2 separate regions of the Mus musculus genome follow, and region 1 is linked to region 2. The links are chromatin contacts, called in public HiChIP or PLAC-seq maps. All regions are on one chromosome and are shown on one strand. Each heading gives the region's core, a stretch centred on a gene start, on an enhancer-like site or on the middle of the called end of the contact. The rest is flanking DNA. Distances are from core to core; before and after follow the strand shown. Region 1 overlaps Gm13067 (a long non-coding RNA gene). Region 2 has its middle 52 kb from the start of Gm42354.

Region 1 (7,041 bases), core at 394-2,893, 220 kb before region 2:
TCAGCGAGGAGAGGAGAGCCCGCTCCCAGTAAGTGTCCGTAATTTACAGTTGTATTTAAGGAAGTCTTGCCCTTCCAACCCTGAACAAAGAGGGTCACCCCAATAAAGCCAGGTGCTGTCACTGAGCAGAGGCAGCCCCCACCCCCACCCCCAGGAAGGAAAAGCTCACATTACCCGATAAAGCTTCTCTTCCAGAGATCTCTTCCAGTGGCAGATCTCCCTAAGGTTTCTAGACCTGTCTCCTCAATTTGCCACAAACCATTTGGGCTCCTTGTGAGAGAGATCTGCCTCTCAGAGCCAAGGGCCTGAAAACCACACGTGCTTCTCCAAGGCCAACTGGCAATCCGTTCTCCACTCCCAATGTCCTTGTCCAATGTTGGAAACGGTCCCTAAGGGCGCCAGGCAACTAAGGCAGTGGGAGAAAGAAAAGGGTGGTTCACTTCTCAGTAAACCAAGGGAGGCCCCGAGTGGCTGGGGATGGGTAGCCAGGCCGGCTGGCTCCACCTGTCTGACCTGCTCAGCTCACTGCCCCCTCAGGCGGGCACAGCTGCTAGGAGCTGGGCTAGCTGCCAGCACCTACCTGGGCCCCTGCAGAGGTGTGCACTCACCTGTCCCTTGTCCCTCCCCGCCGCCGCTGTTCCTTTGCCCAGGGAAGCAGGCACTGAGTCGTCTCCCTGAGTCATCTGGATGCTGACCCAAAAGCCAGAGGGAGTAAAGGAAGAACAAAGAGGAGAGGGGAAGAGGGGAGAGGGAGGAAAATCCCCAGTCCCACACCTGAGCACGCTAGCCTGTATAGTCAGTCATGCGGGTGAGGCTGGGTGGGGCCTGGTCTGGAAGTTAGCCTGGCCACGGCCATATCTTAGGGCTGTTCTATCTCTGTGGGCAAGCTCTTTGGAGGAAGCAGTTCCACTGTCCATCCATGGGCTGGCTCCGTCTACCACAGACACTGGAATCCACAGAACCTAGAGCTGTCCAGAGACGTGGAAAGGCATGGGCAGTGGCCTTTAGGAGCCCAGAGGCTGTGCCGGGCCTCTTCCCTAAGCTCTGCTGTGAGCACACAGGGCCCATCTGTCCCTCTTGCTCCTAAACTTCAAAAAGAATCCCTGAGTTCTTGGGTGCTGCTGGTTTGTTAGGGGATGGCTTGGTTTGCTGGACTCACCGAGGTGCTGATTGGCATAGCTGGGGTGGGGGACAGGGGCTCTGGGCTGCGAGCATCATTGGCAATTTCCCTGTTACCCAGGATCAAGAGGCCTGAGCAGGCAGATTTCGCTTCTCTTCCCTTTGACCCCGTGCCTGGCACGGGGGTAGCGTCTACACACACAGCCCCGTCTGGGTAGAAGGTCACAGACACAGTGTTTACAACGAAGCCGGATGGATGTCTGACCCTTGGGTTCGGACCATGTGCTTCTGAGCTGTCCAAAGAAGGGGAGTCTTGGAGAGTCACAGCAGAAGAGACCCAGTGAGAGCCCAATGGGGAAGCTGGAGACACACAGAGAGTTTCCCAATAGATGCAGGGTGGGTTCCCAACTGTAAGACTCAAACCGGAAAAACAGACCCCAGATTTCCTAAGGTAGTAGAGAGGCAGAGGAAGGAGCAGAGAGTCGCCCTGATGGAATTCACACAGCAACAGGAGGCAGCTGCCCGCGGCTGGGAGTGGCCCGGCAGGTCTCGGGCCTCACGCAGGGTGTGCCTGTCTGCGAGGAACACTTTATGAAGCCTCAACTCAAAGCCAGCACCTTCGCTCAGCTACCCCAAGAGGAACCGACTGACACGCCAGGCCTCGTTCCAGGAGCCGGTCCTCCACACGGGGTCAGTACCCTGGGCAGGCTCCAGTAGTCCACCTAGGATTCTGACCCCTCTGTTCACATAGTCGGGCTTCTGTCTTTCCCCCACACCAGGCCTTGGATAGAAGGCCTAAAAAAAAAAATCCCACAAACACAACCAACTTCCCTGGCTCTTACATCATCCACCAGACCCTGGGGCTGGAGCCCAAACCAGCAAGACGCTGGCTGGCTGCAGAAAACCTCAGGGCAAGGTGCAGTGCTGCAGGCTCGTAATGGGCTAAGAAAGCACTTACCAGGCTAGGCTAAAGTGTGTGTGTGTGTGTGTGTGTGTGTGTGTGTGTGTGTGTAGTGAGGGGTGTCTACTAGCTTCAATTTAGAAAAAGAAGAATTATGTATTTACATACCAACTCCCATGATAAAGTCATCTGGGATCCCCCCAAGTAGGAAGGCCACTTGTGGTTACAGCTGGTGAGTCAATGAAAACACCCCACCAAGCCAATGAGCTCAGCTTCTCAGGAAGGAACAAAGGAAGCGGTACCAAGCCAGTGGCCGCTTCAGGCACTGAGCTGTGGTCCCAGAAAGCCCTCCGCTGAAGCCTCTGACCAGAACTGCTGCGGAAGACGGTTTGCCTCCCAAGGGGCTCTGGCAATGTCTGAAAACATATGTGTTTGCTGCCCTGGGCGGGGGCTGGAAATGCTGGGCATTCTAGCTCACGGGACAGTCCCCCCAAACAAGGACTTTGATCTAAATGTTAATAGCCCTGTGGTGGAGAAGCTGCCCCCACCCTCTGAAAGCCCCTTTCCTTCTGTGGAATTCACCGACAGTGACTCAGGTGACCCTCAGTTCTGAGGGTCCTTGCTTGTAAGAGCTCCTCCCTGTAGCAAGGGCAAGCCTGTGGGCTCCTTGTCTCTGCAAGGAAACAGACCCCAGCCTGGGGTGATCTGCCAGGCCAACTTTCCTCTTGCCACCTAGTTCCAAGCATCCCATGGGTCTCACTAGTGACATCAGCTGGTTCCCACCACCACCACACTAGTGACCCCACAGCTGGTTCTCACCAACATCCACCATCACACTAGTGACCCCACAGCTGGTTCCCACCAACATCCACCATCACACTAGTGACCCCACAGCTGGTTCCCACCAACATCCACCATCACACTAGTGACCCCACAGCTGGTTCCCACCAACATCCACCATCACACTAGTGACCCCACAGCTGGTTCTCACCAACATCCACCATCACAGCTGGTTCCCACCACCACACTAGTGACCCCACAGCTGCCAGGTACTTCCCAGGTGACAAGAAGAACTTAAATTCTTTGTCTTGATGAAAAGGCCTGCTCAGTTCACCTCATTCCCTCAAGCTTTCTGCACTTCTGAGCTGCACAGTGGCTACCCTGTCAAGGGCAGGAGGCTATGTCTGCTTTCCCAGAGACAGTGTGTGGGAAAACAGAGAGTTGTGCGCACTCACCAGGACCTGCAGGGGCAATCTATGGCAAGGATAGCAGGAGACACCAGTGCTGAGGGTTATACCAGCCTAGAGAATCTCAAAGCACAGAACTGGGTAAAGACAACAGCAGTCTGTCTTGGGACCTGGAGTAGACGGACAGCCCAAAACCTTCATTTATAAATGAATTATTTGGCTTTTGTTTTGCTGTCTCATGTAGCCTAGGCTGGCCTTGAACTCTAATTTACTGAATAGCTGAGAATGACCTTGAACTTATTCTCCTGGCCCCACCCTCCGGGATTACAAGTGTGCACCATCATGCCCAGTTTTTCCAAGTGCTGGGAATCAAACTTGGGGTCTGTACATGCCAGGCAAACACTCTGCCAACTAAACTACACCCCCCCAGCCTCTGCTGACATTTTTTAACTAGTTATGTTATTTATTCTATAATTATATTATAATTATGTTATAATTCTATAACAAGGCATCAGAGGGTGGCAAAGACAACCGATGAGGAGAGGCTGGAGAGATGGCTCAGTGGTTAAGGGCACTGGAAGCTCTCCCAGAGAACCTGGGTTTGACTTCCAGCATTCAGCTGGTGACTCACAACTGTCTGTAACTCTAGATGCGGTGGATCTGATGCCTTCTCTGGACTCCGTGGACTCTGCATGCTGATGGGCGCACAGACATACGTGTAGGCAAAACACCCACAGCTACACACATTAAAATAAAATAGAATAACAAGAGAAGGCTATTGGGTAGCTGTTCCCCCATCCTGGGAATAAATAGGGCTCCACCTGCTTAGGAAACTCCCCACAGGTGTTTGGCTGAGAAAACATGCATCGTTGATCCCGGTCATCGGGTCCCAGAAAACGGCCCCTAAATGGAACTGAGGGCACCAATGGACAAAAGGGATGAGAGGCAGTGCCTAGAGCAGAGAGGCACTCATCTCTAGCTAAGCTCAGGCCTAACTGCAGGAGAATAAGCCTATACTCCACAGAAGGAGACCCAAGAGAGCGGGGACTAGCTACTCACTCACATCTCTACGTCCTCACCACCAAGTGGTTGCCACCACTGCCTGACCCTCAAATCAAGAACTTCCAGCAGGAGGAGATCTGACTGGGGAAGGCCCAGATCTCCACCAAGCCCTGGCAGTTGAACTCTGAAGTTCCCTTTTGAGGTGCAGGCAAATCAGAGAGGCTGCAGTCCCCCAAGCTGGCAGGCATGAATTCCGAAATGAAATTAGCCATGACGTCCCAATGGCGTCAATACCCAGCTACCAGCACACAGAAAGGGCTTATGAGACCTGAATAAAGCCTCTGCTCGCCGCACCGCAGCTACCACACTCTGCCCTCCAGGCCCTTGTGAGCTCGGCGCCTCCGCACACCCAGTCTGCTCTCACCGCACAGGAAGATGGCGTTCCTGAGCTACCCTTGTTGTCAAGGGTCAGGCTTGCTGTCATGTTCCAAACCCAACATCTGCCCTCCTACCCCAGTTTCAGATCTCACGCTTTCCAATGCTGCTGGCTGCTTCAGGGAGGCACCAAGGGAGGTCGGCTCTCCCTTCTCTGCTCAGTTATCCATAACTAGTCTGGGTAAATACACAGATGTTCTCACAGTTGTCCACCTGCCCAGGCACTCAGAGACAGGGTCAGAGCCAGGAGGCTGACCCATGGGACAGCTCTCTGTGTGCTCGGTCATTAGGAAGGGGTTTTTATTCCTCCTAACACCAATGATAAATCAAGAAGTGCAATGGTATGGGTATAAAAATGTCATATCCAGATGATATAGTATAGGAGGCTAAAGAGATGGAGCACAGTTAAGCCCGAGGCTGCAAGAGCAGAGGGCCTGGGTTTGATTCCCAGCACCCACACACATGGCAGCTCACAACCATCTGTAACTTTAGTCCTGGGAGATATGACACCCTCTTCTGGCTTCCATGGGGACTTCACACACGTGGTACACAGCCATACCTACAGGTAAAACACCCATATATATATAAACTAAAAGGTAGATAAACCCACTAGCAACAACAACACAAAGAATCACCCCCAAAAATCCCAGGGCCTGTGCAGGTGAATCTTAAAAGACCAGCGGAGCCTACGCAGTAACAAGCATCCTGGCGGACAGGCAGATGGAGACAGATGTAAGGCAGGCACACAGCATACGCTAGGAGGGATGCGTCTACGAACCCAGGCAGTCTTCGGAAGCTGAGGCAAGATCCCTTCACAGAGACTACAGATGGGTGGAGTCTGCTGTGTTGCAGACGTTGGCTTCCAGAACTGCAAGAAAATGCATTTCTCTTGCTTTCGTCCATCAGTGGTTAATTGTCTGGACACACTCCTGAAACAAAGAAGAAAGGGGTGTAGAAGGCAGGGTGAGAGCCTCTGGTCAGCTGCTATAATGCTGCTCTCTCAGTCCCCTTCTTAGACAAACACACATTCCCCCGTTCCCAACTCTGCAGTCAGCTGAAATGCAGCTCAAGTAAATACCACAATCACACTGACACGCCCGAGGAGTGGAAGCAGGCATCGTTGTCAGTTGACCACACTTCTTACCCTGACACTGGAGGTGACCTCCACTGCACCGGACTGTACCTCACACTCAATGACAACCCAACTAGGGAAGGAAGTGTGGACCCTCAGGGACTCAGGCAGCCGCACAGAAGGGAAGGCGAGGTCTGCGGAGATCACATTCACACAGGATCAGTGGTAGCAGAGAACATATTTCAGAACACACGTGGGCATGGGTAAAAAGCCCTGTGGCCCAAGGCTGAGCCTTTAGGCTGTTGAGCACACCACAGTCCGCTGACTCATGTTCAGTCTGGCTCAGGAAGAAGAGGTGACTTTGTGTTTAGCCTGGTAGAATTGTTTTGCCTTGTTTTTGTTTGGCTTTTTGGACATAGCGTCTCACAGAGCCCAGGCTGGCCTCAAACTCAATACATAGCTAAGGATGACCTTGAATTCTGACCTTCCCATTTCCCTCCCCTCATCCCCGGATTACAAGTGTATACCACTGCACCTGGGTTATGTGGTGCTGGGGATCTAACCAGGGGGCCTGTGCGTGCCAGGCAAGCCTTTTGCTGGACATGGTGGCAGATGCCTGTGCGTGCCAGGCAAGCCTCTTGCTGGACATGGTGGCAGATGCCTGTGATTTCAACACTCAGGAGTTAGGAGTCTGAAACAGGTTGAATCTGAGCTTAGCAAGCTCTTACCTCAAAACAATTCCCTCCGTTGTTGGGAGATGGGTGCTAAAGACTTCTCCTGCTCACTTTACAGAAATGAGCAGCTGGGGTTTGAGAGCCAAGGAAGAGGCCTGTGGGATCAGAGGCCTCCAGGAGCAGAGCGAAGGCCAGGGTCAGCATTGGGAGGGAAGCCAGTGGCTTCGGTACACTTGAACATAGGAATTTGCAAAGCAAGTGAGTGACCTTCACCTGTTCCCAGGTGACTCTAGATAAGGCCTCGATGACAACTCTGAACAGGGCCCCGGGGAAGCTGTGCTAGGACTCCTGACCCAGGAGAGAGTTGACAAGAATGTGTTCTTAAAGCCACCGAGTTTGTGCTGATCTGATACACAGCAATGGGAAACTTCCACAGCCCACCACAAGGACAGCAGTGATGCTGACGATGGTGATGCTGACGATGGATCCCACCAATCTTGTGGCCCGAGCTTCTAGGTACCTTTGCAGCCATTTGGCTCCTTCACCGAGCCACACTGACTCACATGACATGAAGAAGCCAAGCCGGCTCTACTGTGCCTACACTTATTCCTGACGATACGACTCAAAACAGGGCTACGTCGGGGACTTGAG
Region 2 (6,551 bases), core at 3,401-5,900:
ATCTGAGTGGCCGCAGGGCCAACACTAGACATCTTGGTTTTGTGACCTTAGCCCCACCCACTAAGCCTCTGCCCCGCCTGATTGCAGAAATGGACTTGAAGCAAAGACTTGTTGCAAAAGAAAAAAAAAAAAAGAGGTCTGAGATTTGAGATTTGCCCCATCAAGTCTTTTGAAACCAAACTGTCTACATTTTTAAGGGCTTGATGTCATAACATTCCCAAGTAAGACTACATTTTGAAAAAAACAGTGGTGTTTGTGTGTGTGTGCGCGCGCGCGCGCCTCTGTGTATGTGTTTGACTGTGTGTGAGTGTCTCTGTGTATATACGTGTCTATGTGTGTGTGAGTGTGTGTGTGTGTGTGTGTGTGTGTGTGTGTGTGTGTTGGAATGTGAGACGTTTAGCATAGACCTTAGGAAATCAACTCTTGAAATTCGAAATTTGAGATTCGTGGACAGAATGGGCCACGAGGCTGTGCTTGCCTCGGTGAGCTCATGTGATGTTGAGTCGGCCTGGGATTGTCTGGAAGTTAAATGTGAGCCTTCCGAAAAAGGCCAGTCCTCCCCGTGCCAGCTGTTGTTATTCTAAGTGCACTGTAAGCTGACATCTATTTAAAGTCTTCATACCTGGTTCGGGAACACTTCTTGTGTTCCGCTGAGTGCTCTGGACCTTGGACTTCTTTTCCAGCACCAGTTCTATGTCCAGGGTGCTTCCCTCTGCATGCTGACTGGAAAGGAAGACAGATGTGTGTGTGTGTGTGTGTGTGTGTGTGTGTGTGTGTGTGTGTACATATCAAGATCACAGTCATTTGTCTATTGCTGAAACTGGTCACAGGTAGAGACTAGATGACCCTACAAAGGGTGCTGGGGCTTGCTTGGGACAGAGGGGCCAGAAGACTGGATGAAGAAAATTGCTATTGTCACACTAGAGAGAAAACTATCTACTTTACCCCCTCACCCAGTACTTTGGATCCAGCATGCCTATATTAATAAACCCACATGTATAAACCTCAGAGGCCTTTGGAGAATCAGGTCTTGAGAAAGGAAGGAAACCCCAAAATGCTTCTACAAATAAAGGCTTTCACCATCAAACCTGGAGACCCAAGTTCAATTCCCCGAATCCACCTGGTAGGAGAGAACTGAATCCCATAAGTTGTCCTCTGACCTCTACACACACCACCAGCACCAGCACCAGCACCACCACCACAACCACTAAATAAGTATACTAAAAGAAGAGGAGGAGGAGGAGGAGGAGGAGGAGGAGGAGGAGGAGGAGGACAAGGAGGACACAGGAAGGAAACTTTCAGAGATCAGTTAGCCGCTGCCGGCAGGTGTTGTATACATGGTGCCACTGGCTTATAATCCAAGCACCCAAAAAGTGGAAGCAGGAGGCTCATCCTGGGTGGCTACAGAAGAAGAGAAGGGGAGGAAGAAAAGAAGAGAGAGGAAGAGAGACATGACAGAGAAAAGGAGTCTAAAGCCTGAACTAGAGTCAGAGCAGGGAAGCACTGAAGGACTCTGGCTTAACATCCCAAGATCCCTCATTCCTCTAGCAATCTCTCCCAACCTCAGAGCCTCCCCTCCCCTCCCCTCCCCTCCCCTCCCCTCCCCTCCCCTCCCCTCCCCTCCCCTCTGTCTACCCTCTCACCCTAGGCGACTGGAAAGAACAACTCTGACTCTGAATGGCACAGTAGAGCCAGGTGCCTGGACTGGCAGCGGATCTCAGACCAGAGCAAGGCCATGACTGTGGGGTTTGTGCCGGGCTCTTCGCGGTGGTCTTGCAGAGACGGGGCCCTTGGACTGAGGGGAGCAGAGACATTCCAGAGATTTTTCACGTGCAAACAGATATTTCCTTTGTGAGTTTCTAGACTAAATAACACTCCCTGTGTCTAAGGATCGGTGTGCTCTGCTGACCTGGGCCGGTTCTCTGCCGGTGGGAGGAAAGGGGAGCCCTCCTCCTCTGCCCACAGATTTGGAGCCAGAGATGGGGAAGAAGTAAAAAAAAACAAAACAAAAAACAAAAAACAAAAAACAAAAAACAAAAAACGGTGTCCTTATAAGAAAATACCTTCTGCTGCCACATATCTCCTTCAAACACTGAGGAAGTTTGTTGGCAGACCTTGGAGACAAAATGGCAAAGACTTTTCTAAGAAAATGTACCCAGCCCTCTTTACACATCTATATAGGAACACACTTAGCCAAGTTTACTTTCTGAGGGCGAGGGGTCTCATGTATCCCAGGCTGACCTCTAATTTGATATATAGCTGAAGGTGACCCTGAACTTCTGAATCTCCTTCCTCTCTGTCTTGAGTGCTGGGGTTACAGGCATGTACCACCCCACTGCACTGGGTGGAAGTGGTGCTGGGGGTGGAGCCTAGTGGTGCTGGGGGTGGAGCCTAGAGGTGTTGGGGTGGAGCCTAGGGCTTCATGCACCCTAGGGAAGGACCCCCTCAACTAGCCTTGCCATCTAGAGCAGTTTCAGGGTCACAGTCAAATGTGCAGACAGTAGGGAGTTGAGATTACCCACCCTGCACATGAGCTCCTGGGCCATAAACATCCTGAACCCACTGGGACATCCCGTGCCCATGAAACCACGTGACCGCACTGTTATTGCCCCAAGTGTGTATATCACATTAGGGTTCATTGTCAGAGTTTCACAATCCACAAGTATACTTCTGCTTCATTGTATCCTACAAGGGAGTTTCAGTGACCAATAAATTGTGTAAGCCGAGGCTGCATCCCAACCCCAGGCCACTCGGGATCTGTTTCCTGTTTCCACAGTTGTGTCTTTTCCAGAACGTTGGAATCAGAATTAGACAGACTTCTTCCACAGCGATGTGTGTCTCCTTTCTTCTCTTCTCTTCTCTTCTCTTCTCTTCTCTTCTCTTCTCTTCTCTTCTCTTCTCTTCTCTTCTCTTTTCTTTTTTCTTCTCTTCTCTTTTCTTTTCTTTTCTTTTCTTTACTTCCTCCTTCTCTTTTTGAGACAGAGACTCACTATGTAGCCTTGGCCAACCTAGACTTAGATCATATGGACCACAGGGACCCTGAAATCATAAAGATCTGCTCAACTCTGCCTCCCAAGTTCTGAGTTCAAAGGCATGCACCATCACACCTGGCTGCACACTCACACCTGACTTTCTCTTCATATTTCCATGGCTAAACCTCTGATTTTGCTATAGTAGTGACTAATTATCTAGATGTAGTGATTTTCTTTTCTTTTTTTTTTTTTTTTTTTTTTTTAGTTTGTTAACAAGGGAAAGCATCCCAAGAATAGCAGGGGGCTGGTGATCTTAAAGTAAGAAGAAGAAAAAAAAATCCAAGAACTTAGATTCTTAGTGAGTTTCACAATTTATGAATAAATTGTATTATAATAAAGGCTGTAATAGAATAAAAGCAAATCTGGCTTAAATAGAATAACTTCTAAATGGAATTTTTAATTTATTATATGTGTAAGTGTTTGCATATGTGTGTGGGTACACACAAGCCGCCGTGCACATGTGGAGGTCAGAAGACAACTTGCAGGGCTCAGTTTTCTTCTTCCAGCACATGAGTTCCGGAAACTGAACTAGGGTTGTCAGGCTGGACCTTTATCTGCTTGCTGAGCTATCGCCCTCTCAGGCTGCAGTAAGCAAACCATGGCACCAGAGGGCGCCTGACTCACGTAGTCCATAAGAACAGCAGAGCAGGGTATCTTAGCAGGCAGCTGAGGTACAGGTGAGCTCAGCTTACACTGGCAAGCTAAGCAAAGGGTGCCCTGAAGGAGGCCTCCCTCCCTCCTCTCTCCTCTTTATGTTATTTGTGTTCTTTCTTTGTTTGTTATTGTTAGGGGGACAATGTTATGACATGGGGTTCAGAGGGCAGCTTGAGGTCATTAGTTCATTGTTACACAGATCAAGCCCAGGTGCTCAGGCTTGCAAGGCAAGAGCGTCTACCCACTGAGCCATCTCCCCTCTCTCCTGCTCCTGGGGAAGAAACTGAAGCAGGAAGGAGTGGTACAAGTTTGAGACCCGCCTGGGCTACACAGAAAGTTCCAGATCCATGTCTTAGTTTACTGCTGTGAACAGACATCATGACCGAGGCAACCCGTATAAGGACATTTAATTGGGGCTGGCTTACAGGTTCAGAGGCTCAGTCCATTATCATCAAGGCAGGAGCATGGCAGCATCCAGGCAGGCATGGTACAGGAGGAGCTGAGAGCTCTCTATCTTCATCTGAAGGCTGCTAGCAGAAGACTGACTTCCAGGTTAGAATGAGGGTCTTATAGCCCACACCCACAATGACACACCTGCTCCAACAGGGCAGGAGGGCCTTGCTCAGACAAGGGTTAGTTCAAGGGCTAGCCTGGGTTATATAAGAACTCATCAAAAAAAAAAAAAATCAAGCCTAAATAAAGCCAATCCTATCATGAACAAAAGCTACTCCTTCCTGTTCACACTCCCCCCTATAAGAATCCAGCTGGAACCAGTGCCTTGGCTCCCACTGAGCCTCACTGTCTCCAACAGTGGGAGCTGACTGGACCGCACTAGACAGTGTGTTAAACACCACCAGGGCTGCTGAAGCTGTCTCTGCCAGATTCCTAGGAGGACTGCGGGGGTTTCCTAGCCCGTGGGAAGCAGGGCCAGCCTGTGCCTGGAGGCTGAGAGGGGGGAAGTTGGGCAATGCTTCTCCCTCCCACTGCCCGCACAGCCCAGGGCTCTAACTTCCCAAGTTCCCCAGGTCCCTGTGCCAAGGCTGGGGGGTATTTATAGTGCTGGCACATGCCGGGGGAGCCAGCAGAACAGCTGTTTTCTGATATGGGAAAAGGGAGCGATCTCTACTAGGAACTGTAGGAAAATGAGCCCAAAGAGGTCTGCCACTCAATGCTGCCCTCTCTGGGGAGGGGGCTTCAAATCCTGCAGCAACAGCATTTCCCACCCTCACGGCCCAGACAGTTGGTTCAGCTGGTGGCCCCGAATGCCAGGTGCTGAGTGGGCCCTGGGGCCAGGAGCATAAGGCCTTGTTCCTTACAGTGGCCAGGAGGAACAGTGTCGTGGAAACCATGAGTGAACATCCATCCAGTCCTAGGGAGCAAGAACCCAAGAGTCAACATAAGGGATGCAGCTATTCCTGGAGAGTGATGGCGGCGGGTATCAGGAGGGAGGGGGATAATGGGGCGACCCCAGGGCCAGCCAAAGTTTACCTGGCTTTTCAGGATTCATGTGAGAAGGTCAGATAGAATGGAGATTTGTGGGTCCACCCACAGACCTACCCATCCCCTCCTGGGGATCATAGAGGTTGGATACCTCTTCTGGTAGCATCATCTACATGCAAAGATGGTGCAGCTACGCCAGCTGCCTAGCAGAGAGTTGGAAACCACACAGGCTCACACACATGTACATACATACATACACTTACAAACACACACACACACACACACACACACACAGGACTAAAATGAGGATTAGAGCTGGAATAAGGGTCAGGGTTGAGGTAAAAGGTCAAGGGCCAAGTATGTAGATTCTCCCAAGATAGAGTTCTGGGGGGGGGGGGGGGAGTAAACTCTGTACTGCAGGTGATATCCAATCCAGAACCTTCCGCTCTGCAACACACACACTGACACTTCCCACACACCCAAACATGCACACACACACACACACACACACACACACACACACACACACACTGACACTTCCCACACACCCAAACATGCACACACACACACACACACTGACACTTCCCACACACCCAAACATGCACACACACACACACACACACATACACACACACACTGACACTTCCCACACACCCAAACATGCACACACACGCACATACACACATACACACACACACACACTGACACTTCCCACACACCCAAACATGCGCACACACACACACACACACACACTGACACTTTCCACACACCCAAACATGCACACACACACACTGACACTTCCCACACACCCAAACATGCACACACGCACACTGACACTTCCCACACACCCAAACATGCACACACACACACACACACACACTGACACTTCCCACACACCCAAACATGCACACACACACACGTATGTTATATATATTTAGTTCTCCCAAATGCTCTTCTGGGCATCCTTCACTCATGGGGTCCTGTAGACAGCATGATCTGTGACTGGAGGAATTCTTTCACCAGGCCACCCTCCTCTGTCTGGTACCAATGCGGAGTAAGCCCCATCTGTGTTGGCTTAAAGGCCTTAATTGCCGTCTCCTACTTAACAACTAACAGTGACCAAAAAAGAAAACTACCTCCTAAGAGAAGGTGCCCCACTGTCGGGATGGCAGCTTGCGTCAGTCTGATTGAGAGTGGTACCCAACAGCTTTCTGCCAGGGCCATGTCTTGAGAGGCTGTTTTTGTTTTTGTTTTTTTGGAGGAGGGGGTCTTTTATCTTGTTTTAATCTCTGGCAGGTTTGGGTGTTTGTTTTATGACAGTCTCATGTAACCCAGGCTGGCCTCAAACTTGCTATGTCTTAGGATAACCTTGAACTCGTGCGCCTCCTGAGTACAGCTGCCTGGATTTCAAGCATGCACCATCGT

The links. HiChIP or PLAC-seq counts read pairs in DNA pulled down with a chosen protein or histone mark.
Region 1: an H3K27ac HiChIP or PLAC-seq map of microglia shows a contact between it and region 2, with 5 times the contacts expected there. The contact joins two enhancer-like sites. A contact is called at or near these places in 7 of 115 datasets of contacts at active chromatin or transcription factors (embryonic stem cells, large pre-B cells, microglia and 1 more).

Annotation. Positions count from the first base shown.
Region 1 is chr4:150,055,358-150,062,398 of GRCm38.p6, reverse strand. Gm13067 (a long non-coding RNA gene) reads right to left here. Exons shown (of 7, transcript XR_390962.2): 7 at 3,682-5,573. Among named protein-coding and RNA genes, the nearest start is that of Mir34a, 9.6 kb to the left of the region's middle. Within about 2 kb of position 1,643, at least 160 of the 459 cell types and tissues checked have an H3K27ac peak or open chromatin away from gene starts, as enhancers often do. A contact at or near this core is called in microglia, where this site is marked.
Region 2 is chr4:149,839,185-149,845,735 of GRCm38.p6, reverse strand. No RefSeq gene overlaps it. Among named protein-coding and RNA genes, the nearest start is that of Gm42354, 52 kb to the right of the region's middle. Within about 2 kb of position 4,650, at least 62 of the 459 cell types and tissues checked have an H3K27ac peak or open chromatin away from gene starts, as enhancers often do. A contact at or near this core is called in microglia, where this site is marked.